Regions from separate parts of the Gossypium hirsutum genome. Here region 2 is linked to region 1. A link is a contact called in public Hi-C data. All regions are on one chromosome and are shown on one strand. The core of a region is the stretch at or near the end of the contact, and the rest is flanking DNA. Distances in the headings are between cores, read along the strand shown.

The links. A called contact is a pair of places that touch in the nucleus more often than the background predicts.
Region 2: a Hi-C map of leaf shows a contact between it and region 1, with 1.8 times the contacts expected there. The contact joins the enhancer-like site here to the promoter of LOC107942046 in region 1. A contact is called at or near these places in 6 of 34 Hi-C or Micro-C datasets (anther, callus, hypocotyl and 1 more).

What each region holds. Positions count from the first base shown.
Region 1 is chrA13:108,536,913-108,542,593 of Gossypium_hirsutum_v2.1, forward strand. LOC107942046 reads left to right here and starts at 2,298. Exons shown (of 4, transcript XM_041085722.1): 1 at 2,298-3,382; 2 at 3,569-4,021; 3 at 4,199-4,501; 4 at 5,630-5,681. The coding sequence starts at 4,004. The coding sequence ends at 5,644. It overlaps LOC121212949 (small nucleolar RNA R71), which reads right to left and starts at 4,272; the gene lies at 4,166-4,272.
Region 2 is chrA13:108,572,721-108,578,401 of Gossypium_hirsutum_v2.1, forward strand. No RefSeq gene overlaps it. Among protein-coding and RNA genes, the nearest start is that of LOC121212612, 21 kb to the right of the region's middle. Within about 2 kb of position 2,726, at least 1 of the 9 cell types and tissues checked has an H3K27ac peak or open chromatin away from gene starts, as enhancers often do. A contact at or near this core is called in leaf, where this site is marked.

The sequences.
Region 1 (5,681 bases), core at 1,048-3,547:
ACATTTTATTCCATAAAAAAGAAATTTGGCTCATGTAAAATAAAAAAAAGGGGTTCGGGAGTCGGTTACGCATGAGGAAGGGTTAGCAACCTCATTACGCCCAAAAATTGGTACCAAATTGATTTGATGCTTTCCTTATACCAAAAGGTTTTTAAAGAAAACATTTTCCAAAGTATGATTCTTTTTAAAATGTTTGAATAGCTCAAATTAGTGGTCAAAATTCTCTCATTTCAAAGATATGCAGTATCATACCCAGTACGATTGGATACGATCCCTTATACCTTTAAAAATACGATTGATTTTTGACTTTTGAAAACTCATACACTAAAATTATAAAAAGGTTATCCAAATATTTAGTTCACCGAAAAAAATCATACCCAGCACGATTGAGCACGATTTTCTGAATTCTCAAATATTGGATATTGCTTTATTTTAGAATTTTTGAACAATGAAGAAAATTGGAAATTTGCTCAAAACACGTTTATTTTTTTTAAAAAGAAAAATGGAAATCAAAACGTTTGCATGGGAAAGGATTTATGAACATGAAACAATAGGATACAACAAGTCACAATTAACAAATCCACAATTATGTAATTATTCTAAGTAAAATGTGACCAAATTCTTAATCATGGATGATGAGCAATCAATACAAAAATGATATACAACAATAATTAACATGACATAATATAAAATGATCCATAAAATATGTACAAAATGAAATGGAATTAGAACTTAGTATAGTATAGGACATTTTCAAAATTGGCGAATTAATTACCACATACTATAAGTTGACAAGCTTGTATAAAAACTAGGGATTTATTTGAAATAAATATTATAGAATAAAACATTTGAATCGAATAATATGCAAAATATTTTAAACACAATTTCATTTAGAGATTGACAATGCGCAGGATAACTTAAATAATATATAAAATATTAAAGAAAAATAAAGCACATGATAAGATATAATGTACATAGCAAATTTATAAAACATGTATATATAAATAAATTTGGAAATAATTATTTGTAAAAGATAGCATGAAATTAATAGTATATAAAAAATAAGTAAATATATAAATTACACATGTAACGAATCTTTAAAAAAAAATCTAATCATGCACACAAAAAGGTAAAAAAAAAACTATATTTACAAAATACTTAAATTTAGTGATGTATTTTTATAAAACTATATTTTTAAAGGGAAATTTAAAACACATAATATATAACGTAATTTTACATGTAACAAATTGATTTGAATTGATAGAACATATAAATAATACATACATAAGGATAATATGAGAGTGTATACAATAAATAAATTGTATGATTTAAAATATAATATTTTAAAAGAAATGTATTATACCCATAAGTAATTTTAAAAAAATGTATATACATAAGAAACATATTAAAATGAAATCAATAACATGGACTATGGTAAAAATAACTTAACATAGGTTATATACATGTGAAGATATTTTAGAAATAGTTGTTTATTTAAATTACATAGACTTAAAATATGAATTATAAAATGAATTTTACTTTATCATAAAATATACATGTAATAAATTTAAATAGCAATTAGATATAGATCTACTAAAAAAACTACATATAAAAATAACATAGTTTTAATACCGGGTGTAAGTTAAATATAAGTACTAAGTACATGCTTAATAATAACTTAAATGACACATAAAAATAAGTGAATTTCTCAACAAAAAGAATATAAACATTAAAATTAGTGAATGAATTCAAAAGAAATTATAAAATATCATAAATTAATGGCATATAAAAACTAAAATGAATTTTATTACAAATAATACACCAATTATTGAAATGATTGAATAAAAGAGAAAAGATTATAATAATGTTTTCTAAAACAAAATTCAATTATCGAAACAACTTGAAATATTATAGCCAACAATCAAACATGTAAAAGACAGTGTACATACAGTAAAAAAAATAAAATAAGGATAAAAACTTAATTAAAACAAAATTAAAACAAGAGGGACAATTTACAAATGAAATAATTGAAAAATAGGATCAAGGTGCCATGCGCACAAACATGCAGGGACTGGAATTGAAAATATCCCGCGCCCAAAACGCTACATTAAATCGAGGACCCAAGTGAAAAAAAAGCGCACAAATTCTCGAGCCAAATTTAAACAACATAAAGTAGGCAATCAAAACGCAATTGAGGGCTTTGCGCAAAAGGAAGGATCCAGTGCGCAATTTCCCCATTTTAAGCAAAACATGCGCATACCCGGCCTACTAAACGGGTTGACGCGCGGGCCTTCATTATTACAAATGGCACCGTTTTGTTAAAAGATTACTTAAAACCTTTCTTTCCCCATTTCCCTTTTCAAACGCAGTCCCATTTTTGACCGAAAATCACAGCCTTGAAATCAAATTTCTAGGGTTTATTTTTCTAGCAGCCGAGCCACCATTGTTTTGGTGATCAACAATATGCAAACAGTACCCATCCTCCCCGTTGAAGGCGCTCGACCATGCCTAGAGAAATTTAGTAAGTATTTTCTTCCTCCTTTTTTTTATTTTTTTTAAAAAAACTTCAAATCTCACATTATATTTTTTTTAAAAACGAAGATAGGTTCATAAAGCAAAGATTCAACACTATTTTTTCCCTCGCCTTTACCTCAGTATTTCTGAAGTATTCGGGCTTTCATTGGGATCGACTCACATACTAAAAAAATCCGAACCAAATGAAAAAAAATAAACTAAAAAAAAATTCATAAGAGAGGACAAGAGAAAACTTGAAATCACCTTTGTTAATCTTAAATTGCTTTTTATCTATTCTCTGTGCGTGTGTACAGATACAGTATGCGTAAATTTTTTGGAGTACATTCAACGGCTTTTATAGCCGGATTTACAGAATAAAGTAAAAAATAAAATTACATTTTTATTACTGTCATCTTCTGTGAATTTGGTTATCTCTCTTCTCGTGTGTTTTTTGCAGGAACGGCTGTACGGAGGAGCGATCCTGGTGACGTAGAGGCCGAGCGTGGGGATTTCTCGTGAGAAGCTGACCTTCTGGTGCCATTCTGGCTTATTCCAGAAGCTTCTGGCATTCTCAGGCTGCTGAGATTCTTTTTGGGTGTATTGGGCCTCGGGTTTGGGTTATTAGAATTAGGTTTTAGGATTTATTTAATTGGGTCAAATTTTATGTAACTGGGTTAAGTTTATATTAAGGGATTTTGGGTTTAAGTTATTTTTGGCCCAAATATTTGTAACCGGAAATTTGACTTCTGATTTTGGATTCTTTATTTGTGTGTTTTTTTTAATTTTTGTTTTTTTTTTGGTTTTTAATTTCTATTTTTTATTCTAATGGGCCTGGACGAAATGGGCCTATTACACTACTGTTTGATAGGTGCGCTTGCCTTAGTCGAATTTTTAGTTAGTTTCACGACCGTCAAGTTTTTGGCGCTGTTGTCGGGACTAAGATATTAGAAACGCTTGATTTTTATTATTTTAGCCATTTTTTATTTTTATTGCAATTTAATTTTCTTTTGTTTTTATTTTAATTACTAATTTTTCTTTTACCTTCTCCTGACAGGTTTTTGACAGTTTATGACTAGAAGAAACCCATTAGGACCTTTGCTTTTTGACAGTGAAATTGAGAGCACAGCTCGTAGAAACCAAAGAGGAATAAGGCGAAGCCTACAACACATAGAGGAAAAACGAGAGGGAGATATTCACACTAATATCGAGGAGATGGCTGAAAATCAAAATAATTCATTACCTCCTATGGTTGCTGCAAATCCAGTAGATCAGAATCCCGCTTCTTGTAATATGTATGATTACGCTAAACCTACTTTAACAGGAACTGAATTGAGTATAGTCAGACCTGCTGTTGCTGCAAATAATTTTGAACTGAAACCTAACACTATTCAAATGATATAACAGTTTGTTCAGTTTGATGGTTTGCAGGACAATGACCCAAATACTCATTTAGCAAATTTTCTAGAATTCTGCTACACCTTTAAGATCAATGGCATTTTTGATGATGGTATTCGCCTTCAGTTGTTTCCCTTTTCATTAAAGAATAAAGTTAAACTGTGGTTGAACTCATTACCACGAGGGTCAATCATTACTTGGGAACAAATGACCAAAAAATTTTTTACTTCAATATTTTCCGCCGGCTAAAACGGCTAAATTAAGGAATAATATCTCTTCTTTTGTACAGATGGATCTAGAAACTCTTTATGATGTATGGGAGAGATACAATGATTTATTGAGAAGGTGCCCTCACCATGGGTTACCTCTATGCCTGGAGGTTCAGACTTTTTACAACGGTGTGAACCCCTCAACAAGACAACTGATCGATGCAGCCACCGGTGGAACTTTAAACAACGAAACACCTGAAGAGGCTTACGAATTTATTGAAGAGATGCCACTGAATAACCATCAGTGGCAAGTCATGAGAATAAAGTCGACAAAAGCAACTAGTGTTTTCAACCTCGACGTGGCCACTGTGCTATCTAACCAGGTAGAACTTTTAAATAAAAAGATTGATAGTTTGTATGGTTCTACTCAGATACATCCAGTGATGAGGTTTGATTTAATATACCGAGATGATAAAGGCATTTAGGTTTTAACCGACTTACCCTATAAAAAGCCTACCCACATAATTGACCCTTAGTGAACCCCTTTGAGCCTTCACCATTGTTTCTTGATTTCCCCCTTAATGTTAGCCCGCATCTTAACCCTTTTTGATTCGTTAAGAATTTCTCCCTTTTTATTGACTCCCTTCTTTATCGAGATTTGATTTGATTAGTTACCTAACTATTTTCGTTCATTTCAGTTGTTGAATTATTCCTTATTATGCACTTTCCATTATTGTACTTGTTCTTGTTCTTAAAAAAATCGTATATTTATATTCATATTATAAAGAGCTTGGATAAGTTAAAGTTATTATAGTAAGAAAAAGCTCACTTGACTAGTTCCGGATGGTTTTAATTTTGGCACTTGTTTGTAATTCAGTAATGAGCTTTATTTTTCTAAGTTTGGTAATTTATTAAATTAAATCTCGATTCTAACTCTCTTTTTCAGCCTTTATCCACACCTTTAACCCAAGCCCCATTACAACCCTGTTAAAGACATTTTGATTCGTGTATCATCTCATTTATAGTGGTGGAGAACTGATTTTCATGCAAGCCTATGGTAATAACTTCTCATGTTTGACTATTGAGCGTCTAATTATTGAACCTTAAACAATTTGAGTGATTTGAGTGAATCTTTAGTGAGGATGTCAACCCTTATCGATTTGGAATTAAAGGTAATTACTTAGAAAAATGGGGATACCTATGATTTTATGACAAAAAAAGCTTAACCTGGATTGTTTGAAACTTTGATGTTCTTTTAGTTGAATTCTCAATGTGTGATTATCTGTGGATTACTTCGAAATATTATTGATGAGAATTATAAGTTAAGAAGAGTTAATTTTAATTCTGAGTTAAGAATTTTTCTTGAGGACAAGCAAATGCTTAAGTGTGGGGATATTTAAACCATAATATATACATATTTTTACCCCATGCTTGGCATATTTTTGGAAGGATTATCATAAGATTTAATGAATTTGATGCTCCTAATCCTTTAATTTCATGTTTATACTCAGGAGAGCTTAGGATAGCAAAAAGAGCAAGAAACGGGCCAAAAACGGACAAATT
Region 2 (5,681 bases), core at 1,476-3,975, 36 kb after region 1:
TCACAAGAAAATCAGTGTAGAGTAATAAGCCAAGCATAATAACAATTTTCAGTATAATAGCATTTGTATAGTATAGCAAAAGTTAACAATTCATTCAAGTATGCTTATGAGTGTCAATGCAATGCAATTTCAGTTTAACAAAAAATGTCTTACCTCACCGCTACACTTCACGTAAGATTTCCTTATAACACTTTTAACCCGGACACTCCAGTTTGTGGATGAACCACCAGTGTTTGCAGATAAACTACCAGTAAGTTGTGAATGCACAACGTATTTGCAGATAAAAGCTGTTAGTAAGTTTGCATATGAACCACCGATGTTTGTAGAAAAACTGCTAGTATGTTGTGAGTGCACAACATATTTGTAGATCAAAGCTGCCAGTAAATTCATGGATAAACCACCAGTGTTGCAGATTATTAAACTGTCAGTACTTCCTCCTTTCAATCATTCCACCTCATGCAATGCAATATGACATGCTAGTAACAATACAGAACAGGAACAATAGACATGCTTAACATGTATTAGGTTTAATAGTAATAGTAGGCATCTTTAAGATGTATTCGGTTTAACAAGTATTCGGTTTAACAACGACAGTAGACATGCAACCAATAATATAGTGATAAGAATAACAGTATCAATTCATCAGAGAGAAAGTGACAGTAGACATGTGATATTCACATATCATCATTATTCAATAGCAGTTCAATCATCAAATCACAGATTCTAGCATGTTCATAATGTCAGGGACTCAATCGGGTGAAAAAAAATTCCAAAAACAGTTCGATGGTCATACAGAGACTAAACTGAATAATTCACAAAATTCTGGGAAAAATTGTAAAATAGGGGACACACGGTTGTTTGTCCAGGTTGTGTGAGATGCTATAGGCCATATGGAGGGTTTACACAATCGTGTGGCCAGGCCGTGTAACAGAATGTGGTCGTGTGGCCAATTGCAAAATTAAGCTATAGGAGGGACACGATCTATGGCAGGCCATGTGAGATTTGAACTAGCTTAGAGTATCCAGGGCACATGGTCGTGTGGTCCACCCGCCCATGTGGGAAACCATGTGGTCCTAATCCTAGACACAGTTTGCCCCGTTTCACTTGTAAAAGAACGCACTCCTTTCACCGAGAGTCCAATCGACATTCCTTGCGATCAAATCAAATCTAATTCACCTAAATTAGGTCCTTCAAGGACAAATTTGCCTGAATTAACATTGGGTATCAAGATTCAATAAGATTTACGAAAGATTTTGGCAAGAACATTAAATATTGTTTAATCAAATATATGATTAGTACTGTATAGTATTTCTACAAAAAATTGAGATTAATCATCCGGATTGAGATGTACTTGCCGATTCTTGGCAAAGATTAAGGATATTATTTGACGATATCGCAAGAAATCAGGAAGCGAAGTTAATTTGATACGAGAAAGAAAATACTCAATAGTAAAAGGTGGAAAATATGATGTAAATGATAGGAAAGAAAAGAAAGATGAGAAGAAATAGGGAGAGGAAAGAAAAGTTCTAATGGGATTTGAAAAGAAACATAATTCAAGTCTAATTGGGTAATATTGGACTAAATACCTAGGGTTTGGGAAACCCTAAGGGTGGCATAGCAATTTTCCCCTAACTGTTGAAAATAAAAAGTAGGAAAGCATGCTCTTAACAATTAGGCCTAAGGCTTATTTCTTGTTAAATTTTTACTTCTCATAATATTTGTTTTACTGTAGTTTTCATCCTAATTTATTGAAAATAAAAGAATAAGAAATAGGAGGGGAGTGACTAAACCTCTAAAATATGACAATGGTACGTAACCATCAAACTTATTTAATTTTAAAGTTATTTATTTCAATTAACCCATTATATTTTGGGGTGTAACAATATTAATATATACAACATTTAAATCGATATGATAGAGATATTAGACCGTTTCGAAAATTTACACACATGATAAGTACAATTATATTAATAATTCCAATGACTAAATCATTAAAATATTAATCATACAAAAATATATGAAAAAGTGTAAAATTACTTTAATTTTATATAGGTATAAGTGAATCTTTCTTGTAATAAAATATAACAAATATATATTGTTATTTTCTTAAATATAAGGTAGCATAATTTTAATATTCATATTATATTGTATTTTTATGTCATGATATAAATTATATAATTATGATCGAGGGGTGCATTGGTAAGAAAATAGGCTAGTAGAAAAAAAATAATTATACAAGATTTGAAATTTTTGTTTTCATTTTTGGCAACATGAAAAAAAAACAAACAACTCAATTTTGTCGTTTTTATAGTGTTGTAGATATTTTTGTGATGTAAACAAGTAGGCAAAGTCAGCTGGAAAACCAAGTTGTCAGTATCATTACCTAATATAAAAATAATTGGTTTTATTTTTGATACACTTAATTTCATTTAAATGGACTGATTTTGTTTTCATTATTTTCCTTTATTATTTTAACATTGATAATTGAAATAAATTATTCTGTTTCAAATATTTTAACTCAAATGTTAAGATAAATAAATGATAATATTTGTTGATTTGTCATTTAAGTAAACTATCCAAGTCTCATTTAACGAAGTTATTTATGCAAGTGCACCTTTTTATATAATATACTAATTTTTTTTTTATTTGGTAATGTACAGTGTACATACCAATTTTATCTAGGCCCATTTTAGCCTAAACCTAATCCACCTAAATTAAACCCACCAGCCCAAAATTAAACCTACCCAACAGCCCAAAACCCAACCTATCTTAACCCAATTACACCAGCTCAATACCCACTAAACTAAACCCAACTGTAAGCCCAAACAGAAAACAAAAAATCAGATTTTTCAAACTCTAGGTGCGCCGCACCTAAGGCCTTCTGAACACCTGCCCACTGCCACCATCACCCACCGCCACCTGCTCCACCGCCCTGGTCACTGCCGCCGACTTGCACCTGCAAAACCAGAGAAGAAATGACAGCAGGGATAATTACATTGAATCAGGGCTATAAAAGCCCTAAATTTGTAAATTTCGGGACCTTTTTTCCCCTTGAAATAAAAGATAGGCTTTCAAACAAAGAGAAACCGAGTAGAAATACAATCAAAAGAACTAAAACCCCAACAAAAAACACTTAATCGCAGCAAACAACACCAAAAGAGAGTTCAAAGGTTTTTGATAAAAGGTTTATTTATTTTCATTTATTTTTATTTATTTTATTTCCTTTTGAACCTATTTAATCATTTATTTTCTTACCCAAATACATATATATATATATTAAAAATACAAAAAAATAGTGGCTGACAACAGCCCACTCGCCGAATTCTAGCTCCGACCAGAGGGCGAGAGAGAGGGAGTGAGAGAGCTGCTAAGATTTTTTTTTTTTTTAGAAAATGATAGCAGAAGTGGTTTTTTCTCTCAAAAATTTGGCTTTTATAGCCTTATAAAACGGCACCGTTTCAAGGTGCCCTGAAGAGCCCCAAAACGACGTCGTTTTGGGGCTGACCCGCAAACCCGACCCGCCTGTGCCTAGGATCCGTGTGTTTTTAGACTGAGGGTCTATTTGCGCCCTCAGTCCTTCCGCTTTTGAGGCTGGCTTCAATATGGTCCTATTTCGCTTCTTTAATGTTTTTAAATTTGGCCACTCCTTTTGTTTTTGTCGCAATTTGGTCCCCAGACCATTCGAATGGCCAAACACCTAAACGGCGCCGTTTATGGGGTAGGGATTAATTTCCTATTTGGTCCCCATATCTCTGTACGCGATTCATTTTAGCCCTTCATTCCTCATTTCTCTATTTTTATTTTAAAAATCTATACTTAAACCTTTTTTTTTTCATAATTTAGTCCATTGTTGTTAGTATTACGATTATTATCATTGTTTTGCATTCCTATTTATATTTATCTATTTAGGTATTTGGCTAGTATTATTTTTTAACTCTTTGATATAAAATTATCTCCATTTTTCTCTTTTATGGTCTTACTCTTTTACATTTTTTATATATTCTCGTTTCCTTTTTATGGTTTGTATGTTTCCTTATTTATTATTATTTATTCATTGATATATTTATTCCCCTTTTATTTCACCGTTTTCATTATACTATTTTTGGTACTCTTATTGTAATTAATTCTTATCATTTATTTTTATTATTACTATTGCCATTATTATTATTATTATTATATTTTCTTTTTTATTACTATTACTATATTATTTTTATTTTTACTACTATTATTATTATCAATATTATTATTACTATCGTTTTCGTTATCATTGTATTTTTTATTTTGTCATGTTATATATATATATATATATTCTATATATTCATGTATTTGCTTATTTCATTTTCTTTATGTATTTGTTTTATATTTTATTACTAGCCTTCTCTTATTTCATATTTTCATAATTGCTCATATTATTGTTATCGACACTGTCGCACATATTATTATGTTATTATATGTATTAGTGTCATAATTTGCTTTTATATTTCACTATAAATCACGTCATATTTTTACTCGATACATTAAAATGTTGTTTTAAATAAGCAATATTTCGTATTTTGAGATTCGAGAAAATCGTGCCCTAACTTACTGGATTTTGATTTTTCTCGTTTAATCTAAAATAATAGAATATTCTTTTAAAATTGTAATACGGATTTTAAATAAAATGCTTACTCTCGGAAACACGAGGTGTTGTGTCCTAACTTACTGGATATGACATCTTGTTACCTCGAGATAAGAATTATTTTCAAATAAAGGCAATATTCAGTATTTGAAAATTCGAGAAAACGTGCCCTAACTTACTGAGTTTCGATTTTTCTCGTTTATTCTAAATAATCGAACACCTTTTAATAGGTTAAAATACACAAGTTTTAAATAAAAGGCAAGCTCGTTCTCGAAAATTCAAAATGTTGTATCCTAACTTACTGGATGTGACATTTTATTACTTCGAGATGAGAAGGTCTTTAACATTCGAGTGTTTTTGCAAAAAGAGAGATTGTATTTTAAAATCTTTCAAGTTTTTAATTTTTGACACTAAGACACTAATTAATCAACTAGGTACCAATTTTTTGGCGTATCGAGGGTGCTAATCCTTCTTCGCGCGTAACCGACTCCCGAACCCGTTTTTCTAAATTTCACGGACCAAAATCGTTATTTAAATAAATTAAAACATTTATTAAAAAAAACCAGTTTTACGAGGTGACCCGATCACACCTCATTAAAAAGAATTGGTGGCGACTCCTCTGTTCGTTTTCATTTTCAAAACCAAAGTCGATTCCCATCTTTCAAAAAAATGGTTTCGACATACAAGTTTAGTTAATTTAATTTGTTTTAATGGTTAAATGCCTCGGATGTTTGCTTTAGATATCTTGTGTTTAATTTTTTTTTGAAATTTTTTCATTAATTTTGAAATTATATATATCTTGGTTCGTAAGGGTTATTTTTAATTTTTTTAAAATTATTAATAAGAATGAATTTATTGATTCAGTGGTAAAACTTTAACTTACTTATGGTCTTTTGTTCAAATCTTGTTTTGTGCAAAAGTGGAATTATTTTTGCTTTGTCACTTGTTGCCGCCCAAGGTGTTCGAGTTTCAGTCAAACTCAGCTGCTAAGTAAATCTGATAGGTTGTAGGTTTTTCTCATCTTTTTTGTTGAATTTTTCTCTTTTGCCACCCCTCTTTGCTT